Regions from separate parts of the Mus musculus genome. Here region 1 is linked to region 2. A link is a contact called in public Hi-C data. All regions are on one chromosome and are shown on one strand. Each heading gives the region's core, a stretch centred on a gene start, on an enhancer-like site or on the middle of the called end of the contact. The rest is flanking DNA. Distances are from core to core; before and after follow the strand shown. Region 1 holds the start of Gm40515 (a long non-coding RNA gene). Region 2 overlaps Sorl1 (sortilin-related receptor, LDLR class A repeats-containing).

The links. A called contact is a pair of places that touch in the nucleus more often than the background predicts.
Region 1: a contact with region 2 is called in a Hi-C map of Th1 cells, with 4 times the contacts expected there. The contact joins two enhancer-like sites. A contact is called at or near these places in 4 of 39 promoter capture datasets (hematopoietic stem and progenitor cells, hippocampal neurons, pre-B cells and 1 more), 1 of 15 datasets of contacts at CTCF or cohesin (CD8 T cells), 13 of 484 Hi-C or Micro-C datasets (CD4 T cells, CD8 T cells, Th1 cells and 9 more), 9 of 115 datasets of contacts at active chromatin or transcription factors (CD8 T cells, Th17 cells, double positive thymocytes and 6 more) and 1 of 9 other capture datasets (embryonic tail).

Annotation. Positions count from the first base shown.
Region 1 is chr9:42,235,783-42,242,095 of GRCm38.p6, reverse strand. Gm40515 (a long non-coding RNA gene) reads left to right here and starts at 468. Exons shown (of 2, transcript XR_870673.1): 1 at 468-675. Within about 2 kb of position 3,320, at least 17 of the 459 cell types and tissues checked have an H3K27ac peak or open chromatin away from gene starts, as enhancers often do. A contact at or near this core is called in CD8 T cells, Th1 cells, Th2 cells and 1 more, where this site is marked.
Region 2 is chr9:42,031,242-42,037,842 of GRCm38.p6, reverse strand. It overlaps Sorl1 (sortilin-related receptor, LDLR class A repeats-containing), which reads left to right. Exons shown (of 48, transcript NM_011436.4): 17 at 622-794; 18 at 2,269-2,400; 19 at 4,187-4,278; 20 at 5,928-6,174. It overlaps Gm16214 (predicted gene 16214), which reads right to left. Exons shown (of 5, transcript NR_165259.1): 3 at 6,082-6,526; 4 at 3,777-4,497; 5 at 1-1,767. Among named protein-coding and RNA genes, the nearest start is that of Gm16214, 12 kb to the right of the region's middle. Within about 2 kb of position 3,467, at least 47 of the 459 cell types and tissues checked have an H3K27ac peak or open chromatin away from gene starts, as enhancers often do. A contact at or near this core is called in CD8 T cells, Th1 cells, Th2 cells and 1 more, where this site is marked.

The sequences.
Region 1 (6,313 bases), core at 2,071-4,570, 200 kb before region 2:
ACACAAGTAACCTATAACAGCTTCCCACATTTGGTAAGACCCACCTGTCTGATGCTCCCACCAATGTATTCTAAAAGTTCTTGATTTATAACTTTCTTTGTTCTGTTGCAATAGGAATTTGATAAAACTGTTACCACATCGGGGCACAGTATTTGTGGCAACATGAATCTGTGTTCTTGGACTGTAGTCACTTACATTTAGGTCCAAAATAAGTTCTTTCTTATTCTCTTTGAGGTGGGAGCTAGGAAAGACAACTTCATGTGGTTTGGAAGTGTTCCTTCTTCCTCTTGTCTTCTTTCCCAATCACTCAGTCTTGAAGCCATCAATTAGGACCATGGCAGAAAGACAACAGTGTTAGTAAGAGCCTGGTGTGGGAACCAGAGCCCCCAACATACTGATCAGAGCTTTGGGCTTCATGTTCCATCCCCAGATAAATAAGGATCTTTAAGATACACTTACCTGAAATTTAAAGGAAATGAGTAAGACAGAGTTAGGGATACTGCTTCCACCATGACATCAAAGGATGCCCTCTCTGAGGCTGTAATGTTGAACCTGATTCTTGGGAGGAACAGAGAGGCTCCGTGAGGTGAGGTGGAGACAATTAGAGTGTATCCAGGTCAGGGTTTTGGCATGTTTGAAAAAGATGCTGCCCTGCCATGAGCTCTTCTGGAGCTGGTAAGTTACAGAAATGGGAGGGAGACATTTATAAGGACAAAGATAAGATCAGAAGGTGCACGATAGGTTCAGGCTGCCTGGGATGTAGAACAGTGCATGTAAGACCTGTGTGTGAGGGGAGAAACAGTGCCAGCACAGCTTGATGCTGGCACTACACTGTGGGAGAGGCACAATGCCAGTATCAGTTCATAGTCAAAGCATGTGGTCTGAGCATGGTTCCTGTGTAATCATGGGTGGCTAACCTGCCGCTCCAAGTCTTTGTCTCTGCTTGTCAAAGGAAGAGCGAAATTTTCTATTGTCTATATGAATAAATAATTACAGAGAGTTATTATACAGCTTTGTTTAAAGGTTAGGTCAAGAACACAAGTTTATTCTTGGGGGATAGTCTCTGAAATGTGTTCTTTCCAGTGGGTTTTTCTCCCTCTCTTTTTTGGGGGTCGTATCGGGGGTAGGTTTGGTACTGTTCCTGGCTGAAGCAGAGCAGTTTCTAGGATGAGACTGTAGGTGGCGCAGTTAGACTTTTCTCAGGTTGCAGCCATAAAAGCAAGCGCGTCCACATTTCATGTCTAGACAGAGGACGTGAATGGAATCATAAAACCTTCAGACTGGAGGGTTCCGGAAAGGTCATCTACTCCCTCTCTTGTCTTTAGAAAACCCGACTCCTAAATCAGCTCTCTGCTGCGATCCTTTCAAAGGCTGTTAAAGCTCCCCTGTTCCATGCTTGGCTCATTGACAACAGGCAAACCCACAGAACAACAAATCCCCAAATAAAATCCAACATGCATGTGTGCGCACATTTCGTGGGGACAAGATTGCACCAGTGGGGCTGTAGGACACCAGAATGGCTTTCTCCATAGTCATGGTTGAGTGAAGGATGTCTTTGCTTGGCAAGGAAAATTCTGTTTATCTGAGATGGAGTCTTCCCGATGAGCTCTGGGCAGAGGCAGGGAACATGGACTCCACCGGGCAAGTAACATTCTAAACAGCAGGATTAAGAGCCAGGAGTGAGAGATTAAGAAAATGTCTTCAAGAGCTTCAGAGAGACCCAGGAGGTTTGCAGAAAAACTGGTCTCAATTCTAGAAGGTTAAATGTCTCCATATCTAATTTTGATTTTCCAATACAAATTAACTTACTTTGCTCTTTCTTTCCTTGTGGCTCTAGGGACAGAACCCAGGGACTCACATATGTTAGGCAAGTGCTAAATCTAAGAATTAATGATGCCATATTTAGAAATACAGTAAACATCTTTTTGGATGACGGGAAACTCTTTTCATGATCACCTATCAACCTTAATTCAGGCTTTAGAGTATGCATGTGGCTTCCCAGGAAACCTGAAGGAAAACAAAATATCTAGGAGTTGCCTGAATCAGATGGTAGATATGTGATTTGGTTTGTTTGCTCGTTTGGTTGGTTGGTTGGTTAATTGCTCATCCTGAGTCTTACTGCAGTGTCTCAGCACAGCTGTCTTTGTGAGTTGCAGCTTCTTCCTCCAGGATCTTATAAATTTGCCTAACAGCAGTGAAGGAACAGGTCAGTTTGGAAACAATAGTTAATTAGCAGATAGGAGAGCCCAGGTCCACCCCCACACAGGTCTCAAACACTTAAGCCAGGATAAGAGACTGTCAGTTAGATTCATTCTTTAGCTGAAATCATTTTGCCAACCTAAATATTTATCAAGTGCTGAGCTAGAAGATGGAATCAAGCAGTAAAGACTACATTAAAAGCATATTCAATATTTTAGTAAGTGATATACCGAAGTGCTGTTGGGTCATAGGTCAGCAGGATCTAACACAGCCCGTAGAATGCTCTCCCCAAGGCTCACACAGCTAATACTAAGGGAATGAAGGTGGCAGGCAAGAGGGGTCATCAGCAGAGAGGGAGCAAGACAGAGGGAAGGTCGGAGTTTGAAGTGAGTATAGAACCCTGAAGATACTGAGGGTGATTCAGCTTGGCTGAGTGGCCAAGTTTTGGAAGGCTGGAAAGGAAGGGAGGCTGGAGAACAAGGTGAGGCTGGATTCCAAAGGACTTGGTGGGCTCTGGAAAGAGGTAGTTTTATCGTAGAAAAGGATCATGGGAAGACACTGAAAAGGGTATCTGGGCAGGTGATCAGACTAGATGAAGATATGAGGCTGGGGATACAGATTTGAGAGTAGCAATATGTGGCCATAACCCAGGTAGTGAGCAGAGCTGGGGGACAGGGCCAGGGCCAGCATCTTCAGCAGTCCCTAAGGCCAGGGCCAGCATCTTCAGCAGTCCCTAAGGCCAGGGCCAGCATCTCCAGCAGTCCCTAAGGGCCAAGCAGAAGAAGACTCTATGGTGAATGATGCCAAGATGTAGTCAGAGATGTGAGGAGACAGCGGGATACAGAGCCGAGTGTTAGTAGGGATTAGGTTCAGACAGGATGTGGTGGGAGAACCTCAGAGGATGTTAGTGCCCTGATGGTGGGCTGGGGAGAACAGCTCAGAGACTCGGCCTGAGACATCTTGTCAGCTGAAGACTGAGAGCAATCTCTGAAGAAGGCGTTGGCTGTGGAAGAGAGGAGAAGTGGCTTTCTGATGCCAGGGGAGGCTGGGAGAGAAGTGTGGCCATGTGTGTCTACACCAGCAAGGGTCTGAGAGCCAGCCCATGGTAACTTTCATTTTCTGTGTGAGCATCACAGGTTCTGGGCGGAGCCTTCTCTGCATTAGTCGAGGGACAGCTTGAAACCCTTATTGAAGTGGGTTATTTTAAATAGTATATATGCTGTAGTGTGAGGACTAGAAAATTCCGAAAATGATACTCAGTTTTTGAAATTCAAATATAATTACATCGGTTACCCCCTTTCTTTTTCTTTTCTCCAACACACCCACTCCCCCCAAATGTTATACTTTTGAAACCAATCTTGGCAAACTGAATTCGTGGTTTCGGCAGGATGATATAATTGTATACCTCTCACTGTGAAAGATCCACTCCTGACAGATGATGGCGAGTGTGTTAAAGGTAAGAGTTCAAGTGAAACTGCACATCTTACTCTAATAAACATTTTATGATCAAACCTAATGGTGAGGTGAATTGAAACAAGACCTATTTTTTTTTCTAAAAAAAAAAATCTGAACACTTGAACATAACCACTAATTGCAGAGGAATGATATGAAAATCAGAAAGCCCAATAAACTTTATAGATCCGGATGATAATTAACACAATAACCTGAACTTAATTAGATACTTGTATTAAATGCTGGCAATAAGCGACATGGCTTTCCTCGGAACCCACTTTAAGTGTATACTAAACATCACAGCGTGGTTCAATAAGGACAGACACAAATAGAGCTAATGACGTTTAGAGAAATGGAGCAAGATAAATAAATCACGCAGAATTCATGTGGAGCCTATGGTGGGGGAGGGGAGGACACTGGCAAGCACGCCCTTTCTCCAGTCTCAGCCTCAGCGCAGGATCCAGTGAAACCTGCAGAACTAATGATGCAGGCAGCAGCATCCTCTCCTGTGGAATTGCTTCAGAGAGGAGGAGCCCTTGTCCCCTGAAGAAGGGCCCCTAACGCACCAGGAAGCCTCCTCCAAGGCAGGAGCTAGAGTTCTGCTCACAACAGCTCACACTGTACGTGTGTATGCGTGTGCCTGTGTGTTCTCCACTCCATTGCCATTGTCTCTGCAGAATTTCCCTCCCAGCAGTTGTTCTGTGTTCAGGTGAACTTGACATTTTGGAATGCTTATGAATGAAGGAGCTTCCTTACCGCTTCCTCCCCTCCCTTCCTGGAGCTCCCTGACCCCCATCCTCCACTCCCTCTCACCCTCTTTCTTATTGTGCTGGGGCTTGAATCGCACCATCCTGTGCACACACTCCTCCACGGAGCTACTGAGCATCACTCTCTTCAAGACTGGAGTATGGGGGCTAGAGGATGCCCAAGTGGTATGTGCTTGCTGTACAAAAACTAGGGGGAGCTGAATTTGAATCCCCGGCACCCATGTTAAAGAAGAAAAGAAGAGGAAAAGAAGGGGCTGAGTTTGGCAGCATATACCAAGAACTCCTACTGATGTGTCCATATTCATCATGGATATACATGGACACATACACATTCATATACCACACACACACATATACACACACATACACATGTATATACCACACACACATATACATAAACACACATACACACACATACACATGCATATACCACACACACATACACATATACACACACATATACATGCATATACCACACACACATATACACACACATACACGTGTATATACCACACACACATATACATATACACACATACACATGCATATACCACACACACACACACACAATGGGATAAAAGGAGATGTGATTCTATTACTGTGTAGCCCAGCATGGCCTCTGGTTCCTGGGCTCAAGTGTGTCTCTACCTCAGTCTCTCTGGTGTCTGGAACTACAAACACATGCCACCATGGCCTCTCCCTTTTCTGTTCTCTTTTTAAAAACCATATTAACTTTGTGTATTTGTTTATTGGTTTGCTTCTTTTAGGCTGCTTAGTTATGGTTTCGCTGACATACAGACCTCTGCACATATTTAATATGCACACTTAGATGAATGGATATATTACCACAATCGAGACAGAAATGCCTATCTCTTCCAGCACTTCACGAGTACCCTGAATCCTATAGGCTAATCCTGACTATCCGAAGACCCGAATACTCTGACCATTCCTCTAAGGGATGCTTCAAGCCAAGACCCAGAGGTTGGGTAGCTGATGTTAGATATTGTTGGAGGACTCAACAGTGATGACCAAGATGGTTGCCCTCATCATGACCAGTGACCTTCCCAGTTTCTCATTCTCTTGTGACAATCTAGCTGATTGCTCTTTCTGAGGGCTTCCTTGTGAGTCCTGAGCATTGTTCCTGTTTTGTTTTCCCTCCCCCACGTATTTAATCGACCAGAAATGACACACCCATCCGTGCCTGGTGCATGCTAGGGATGCTACTCTTGCAATTGTCTGAGGATGTACTCCGAGGGAAGACTCTCCTAGGCTTCCCTGCCCATTCTTGTCTCTTTGGTATACAGCTTCAGAGAGCGCTGCTTTAGGACAGGCTGGCCTTTAGGGGGAGGAGGATATCAATTTTTCACTGACAGTCCTGGCTTTGGATCTCACTTCTTGCCACTTACTGGCTTTGAAGAGGTGAGAAAGTTGCCACATTCCTGTAGATCTCATTTCACCATTAGTAAGGTGAGAGTACTAAGGTCACAGTGGACTGACTGTAACTTAACTTGATATAGAAACAAGATGGCAACCTACCTTTGTAAGGAGTAGCCGAGTCTTAGCCAATTACCTGCATCAAGGGTTCAGAGTACCTTTGCACAAGAGAGACAGGAATTGTGCCTCATGTACTTCCAGTTCTTTCTCCAGCTATCCAGAAAACGTACCCAAATAATGGGCGGGCCACCCATTATTGTGCAGATTCAATGCGTGGCAGAGGGTGAGTCCTTAGTGTAGCTGTTAGCAAGAGTCTGAGATGTGATGTTTTCCTATTGTTGTCATGGAAGGACCATGGATGGTTTTTGCCCCCACTCTGTGTGTTTCCTTTGCAGATACTGATGCTCAGAGGAGACAAGCATTTCATCTCTTATTTAGATGGCAAGGAGAACTTGCGTCCA
Region 2 (6,601 bases), core at 2,218-4,717:
CCTAGCTGTGTGTCCTTAAGCAAATTAATATTCATTCTTCTATCTCAGGGGTGTTTTGAGGATTAAACCATGCCTGGTGCATAGGAAGTAAACATTTGTTCAGCAGAAACGGAACAGTAATTGCTCTGTCGGACGTTCTGTAATCGCTCAACAACATATGTTGTTGCTTTGGAAACTTATCAGGCCGACCGAAAGCATCACAGGTCATTGGGGATAGTAATGTATGAGTGAGCATCCTGCGTGGGGAACTTGGTTGGAAGGCTTTAGTAGTCCCCAAGTAGTCACCAAGGTAATGGCGCGATGGAGCAGTCACATGATAGGATGTGGAGTGACTGGCCTGTCACTTACGTTGACAGGTGTGACTGAAGGCAGAACTCAGAAATATAGATGTTGAAATGTTGTTAGTTGCTGTTTTTACAGTGTAACAAAACATAAAGAAATACAATTGCTGGGTTAGACATGTGATTTTCTTCTGTGTCCTAAGTCTAGATTCCTAGTCTCTGACACTTGATCTACCCTTGTGACAATATGGGTTGGGGTTTGTGTGTGAGAAGGATGGAGGCCAGGCCTGCTTGGCCATCCTCAGCATCCCTGGCAATCCTGCTTGCTTTATGTCTGCAGAAGAGAATGAGTTCATCCTATACGCCATGCGCAAGTCCATCTACCGCTACGACTTGGCCTCGGGAGCCACAGAGCAGCTTCCTCTCTCGGGGCTGCGGGCGGCTGTGGCCCTGGACTTTGACTATGAACGCAACTGCTTGTATTGGTCTGACCTGGCGCTGGACACCATCCAGGTGAGTCCTTAAGCCCTTGGTTAAGTCTGGAGGCTGTGGTTTTTGACTGCCCAGTCCTGACAGGCTTCAAGCAAGGTGAGCAGGCAGAGGTTTGCACATGGTAACCCATCTCTGGGCTGTTACACGAAACTGCAGTTTTCTGTTGTTGCAGTTTTTTCCCTGCCTATCTCTGCTCCTTATGAGAAAGATAAAGAATGTCCCAAATCTGAATCTTTGACTGCATCTAAGGTCTTAGTTTCCTGCTAGAAAGATGCTGGGGATGGTAATGTGATTGTCAGTTGCCACCTTCCTTGTTAGCCTCTTCCCTTCCCTGTCAAAGTGTAGTGACATTCCAGTTATCTTCAGTCCACATAATTACCCACTCTAGCTCTCCTGGACTCTGAAAAGAACCATGAAGTGCCTGGGCATGGCGGGAGGCTAGGACGGGAGAATTTATTCAGCCCAGATACTCAGGGCAGATAAAGCTGTGTGGATCAACATTTGCCTAGTGTACATAAAGCCCCAGGCTCAATGATCAGGACACAAAAATAGAACAATCACACAACAATGACAGCCACACACACATATACATAATTGCATACACACAGCCGTACATAAACATACACATAACAGGTTAAGGCTATAGTTTTTAAAGACCTCTAGATAGGCTAGATACTAACTGTATAGTCCTGTGTTCAAATATATGCATTTTAAAGGTTTATTTTTTTTTATTTTACTTTATTATGATGGGTGCTTTGTCAGCATGTCTGTCTGTCTGTGTGCCATGTACATGCGTGGTGCCAGGGGAGGCCAAGAGAAGTGTCCTTTGGAACTGTGCGACACATGCTTGGCTGGCTGCCATGTGGGTGCTGAGAACTGAACTTTCTTCTGCAAGAGCAGGAAGTACTTTAAACTGCTGAGCCGTCTCTCCATCCCCAAGTGAACCTGGGAGTGCAGCTCGGTGGTAGATCATTTATCTAGTGAGCAGGCGTCCCTAGGGTCACAGAAAGCAAAAGAGCTCTATCACATTTACTCATTGTATCCTTAATTCCAAATCCATATGTAAGTTTTACATTGTGAGGGTTGGGCTTAGGGGAGACCACTGGGTGTAACTGCCCCAACAGTGACCCGATGGCCAAGAGCTGTGCAAGGGATAAAGACTATATGAGACAGAAGAAGTAAAAGGAGCTGCAACCTGTCTTCTCATTTATCATAAACACAGCAGACTCCCATGTCTTAGTAAAAAGAGCATTCTTTTGAGAGGGGCCGTAGTTTAGTAATCCATGTTTATAATAATAGCACACAGTCATAGAAAGGGATCAGGTTCTGTTTGTCATTCTGTTAACACATCTTCTTGTATCTGCACATTTACTCCTATGAAACCCTGTGACCTTGGCAAACCGGCTAGCTGAAGGACTACTAATGAAGAGCAGGGCTACTGCTGAGGGACGGACTAGCCTTGAGTCAGCTGCTGATTACATCTTTCTCTTCCTAGCGTCTCTGCTTGAACGGGAGCACAGGGCAGGAGGTGATCATCAATTCCGGCCTGGAGACCGTGGAGGCTTTGGCCTTCGAACCCCTCAGCCAATTACTTTACTGGGTGGATGCCGGCTTTAAAAAGATCGAGGTATGGTTATTCCTGTGCTCTTCATTAAGCAAGCAGGTGGAGCCACTGGGCTCTGAGCCAGCTTTGACACAAAAATAGGAAGCAGTGTGTCATATAACTCTGGAAATCTCCCCAGGGTTTTCAGGGCCTAAACTGGCCAAACCTCTGAAGGGGTGAAGGGGGGTCATCTCGGGATGTACGCAGTCTTGAGGAATCCATGTGAGGACCATTTAATGGAACCCGAGGTGCCATTTAAGATACATGAATGTTTGTACTTTGGCTAGCAGAAGCATCATATAGCAACAATAATGCTGATGATTTCACACCGTTGTAATCATCATAACAATAACAGTCCGTTATTATCGAAAACAACAATGTCTCTGTTATTATCCGTATTGATCTCTACCTATCTATTAGCTTCCCAGGAACCTGTTCCACCTATAGCCACGGTTACACGAGGGGGATGGATGAGGGGCCTGTAAACTGGCCAGAGTAGTGTACTGAAGAATCATCAGTGCCCCCTACCTCGCAGGCTACTGCCGAGGCCCTGCAATACTGAGCCCCGTAGTTCTTGCTACTGGCACTGCATGGGGATGTGACATGCAGGTTAATGGGAAAACACAAAGTCGGGAGACACAGGGAGCTGCGTGACATGTAGTGAGATGGAGACAGAGGCTCGGGAGGCTGCCCTGGATCCATGCATCATCCTGCTAGCTGAGACACATGCAGCAGGGGGCTTCCTGGAACTTCTTTTTCCTCAAGTGTGAGGACGAGTCTCATTTACTTAGTCATTAAACGAGTGCCATTTGGTGCAGGATACATGTCAGTCCTGGTCTTGTGTTTAATGACACAGTGAGCAAGGAAAGGACACACGCATTCTCTTTCTGATTAGCTTTTAGTTTAAAGGAGCCAGGTATGGTGGTGTATTCCTGCAATCCCAGCACTTAGCTGAGGCAGGAGGATCAAGATTTTGAGGGCAGCCTGGGCTACATAGTAAGTTAAAAGACCAGCTGGAGATACACAGAGATCTTGTCTTAAAGCAAACAGAAACCACACAAAGGAAGCAGCTCAGTGGAAAGGAGACAAAGAAACCTGTCCTTCTGCTAAGAACAGGAAGCAAGTCTCTCGATCGATCGTGTGCTTGGGGAGTGGATAACGTGGAGAGGGAAGAGAGTGGGGAAGCTTCTGGGGACTCCCGAGTTGAGCCTGATGCCGGAGGGGAATCCTCTCAGGACCCTGGCAGAAGTGGTTGGCATATAGAGTCGTTCTGTCAGCCCTCCAAATCTGTGGTTTCATATCCACGAATCGAAAATAGTAAAAAACAAAACAAAACAAAACCAAGACAGTACTGAGTGTGCAGACATCTTTTCCTGTTGTTCCATTCCTGAGCAACTCACCTACTACTTAGCACCAGCACTGTCGTGGGAATTACAGGTGATCTAGGGGTGGCTTAGAACAGGCAGGAAGCTGTGTGAGGGTTGTATGCAAGCACTGAAGCGTTCTTGGACTCCAAGGGACCACAACAGTCACCTTTGCGCAAGTTGTCATGCTCCGGGGTTGGCGTCAGAGAGCACACAGCTCTAGCTGCTCCTTCGGCCCACGTGGGAATTATCTCAGCCAGGGACACGATGAGTGCCTTCTGATTGGGAATCAAGGCGGGCTCCCCAGTGGTTCTAGAATGAGACCCGGGAGTAGAGGGCAGGTGTGGAGAGTGTGCCAGAGGCAGGGCCCCTGGAGGGCTTTGGTTTTGTGGGCTTTGTAAGGAATTTAGATCTCTCTCCTTCCCCCACCCCCTTTGTTTTGTCAGGTAGCTAATCCAGATGGTGACTTCCGACTGACAATCGTCAATTCCTCTGTGCTTGATCGACCCAGGGCTTTAGTCCTTGTACCCCAAGAAGGGTAAGTGTTCCTTACGGGGAGTCAGCGTCACGCCCACTGCTGTAAGAGATGCTCATGAAAGTGAAAATGTGAGGCCAGGTTTCTGCTTCTGGTGATCATGGGGGAGATAACCTGTTGACTGAGGCTCTTGAAGCCATAGCTTGCTTGTCGTGGTCCGATAACTCTGTGTGTTTCATTAGAAAGCATCCGACTCTCTTATGGTCTCCAGATGTCTCACATCTGTGGGGTGTTTCAATAGAAAAGGTAACATGAAAGAGAGTCTTTGTAAACCAGTCAGGCCACTGATAAATTGTAAGGATTTTTTTTTTTTTTAATCTCGAGTTCCGTGAATCTCACAAACATTTAATTCGACCAGTCACTCTCACACACAGAACTCCCAGCGTGTGCAAGTTTTCTTACTTAAAATTACTGTGCACTTGGGGTACGCACGACTGCTTTTCACTAACTCCTTCATCACAGCAAAAATTACTAAGAAGGAAATGCTGTGCTAGCTTTTCTTTCTGTGTGTATTTATGATTGAGAATTAACACTATTCTTAAAAGGACACTCTAAAAGAAATCTATGGGCTTGGTTGCAGATATTAAAAGAGAAGACCTTGAAAGGATGCTTAAGTCTGCCCTGTTCTCATTCGTCACCCTTCATCCTCCTACATCCTCGGGATGCAATCACATCACTGTTACGTAATAGTCAGCATTACTCATGCATAATAGCCACAATTAATTTTTTGCTTGCATTATTCAGAGTCTTTTTACTGGTGTTCAATCATGATCATTAAATACAGCGCCCCTTAGTGACACACACGACTTGTCAGATAGAATCAGTCTGTTTGTGATTTCCTGCCAGTCAGCGGACATGCACATTGAGTGACAGCGGCTTATCAGAGCACACACAGCGGTTTAGTTGCTTCGGTAAGAACATGGATGAAAACCGAGGTGGCAGGAAGGAGTTTATTTTGCTCGCAGGTTATACTCCCTCCCTGAGGCAGTCTGAGGTAAGAACTGAAACAGAGACCACACTTACTGGATTGCTCCCAGTGGCTTGCTCAGCCGGCTTCCTGCCCAGGGTGGTACTGCCCACAGAGGTTTGGACCCTCCTGTATCAATCATGAATCCAACAACAACAACAACAACAACAACAACAACAACAACAACAACAACAACTGGCCCACAGATTTTCTCCAGGCCAGTCTGATAAAGGCAGTTCCTTAATTGAAGTTTCTCCTTCTGAGGTGACTCTAGTTTGTGTCATTGTCAAAAACTAAGTAGCACATACAATAGATAGATTTCAAACTATTTTGGATACAATATTCTGGGGGCATTGCAGTAGGTATATTCTATTGTATAATACTACATATCACTTCCTCTGCCAATTAGCATTTAGATTAGCATGCATATATGTGGATCTCTTTGTATAGTATTGGAATAATGTGATTATAGGCAGACTTCAGTAGGTGAATTTTTGAGTCAAGTTCAACTACATTTCTGAATGAATCTCAAATATAGATGGTAGTAATAATGAGTGACTGCATGTCAAATATAGACAGGCAGTAGTGATAATGATGGCTTTGAGAGGTTACTTACCTCTGAGACGTAGAATCAAGGCTGGCCTGTGTCGTTCTGATGAGATTGTGTGGTCCCTGTATTGACCAGGGTGATGTTCTGGACTGACTGGGGGGACCTGAAGCCTGGGATTTACCGGAGCTACATGGACGGCTCTGCTGCCTACCGCCTTGTGTCAGAGGACGTGAAGTGGCCCAATGGCATCTCTGTGGACAGCCAGTGGATCTACTGGACGGATGCTTACCTGGACTGTATCGAGCGCATCACTTTCAGTGGCCAGCAGCGTTCAGTCATCCTTGACAGCCTCCCACACCCCTATGCCATCGCTGTCTTTAAGGCGAGTCCTCACGCGCAGTCTGCCAGAGACGGGGAAGCACGTGGCTAGGCGGAGAGCTGAGGCCTGTTGGGCTGTTGCAGTTGGCCAGAGGCCTTAAAAACGCCGTGCCTTCAAATCTGCACAGACTTGTTTGCATCCTTCATGGAGAGATGTAGGCTTCTACCACTGCTTACGTTTCAAAAGGTTGGAGGTTGAGGTCTCCTCCTCTGAGTGAATCTCTTTCCTTTTCAGGGCCTGTGGCCTTGTTTCAGTTTCGCATCTTCATCCCTTGCTTCTCTCCCTGCTGACTGATGCTGTGTGCCATCTATATAACCTTCCAGTCGTTCTCACCCTAGGGAGCAAATGCATCTACCTAGAATGGAGAAACATATTTCAAAACTAAGTCACCCTCCCTCTCCCCCCCATCCCCCACACACACCATGGTCCA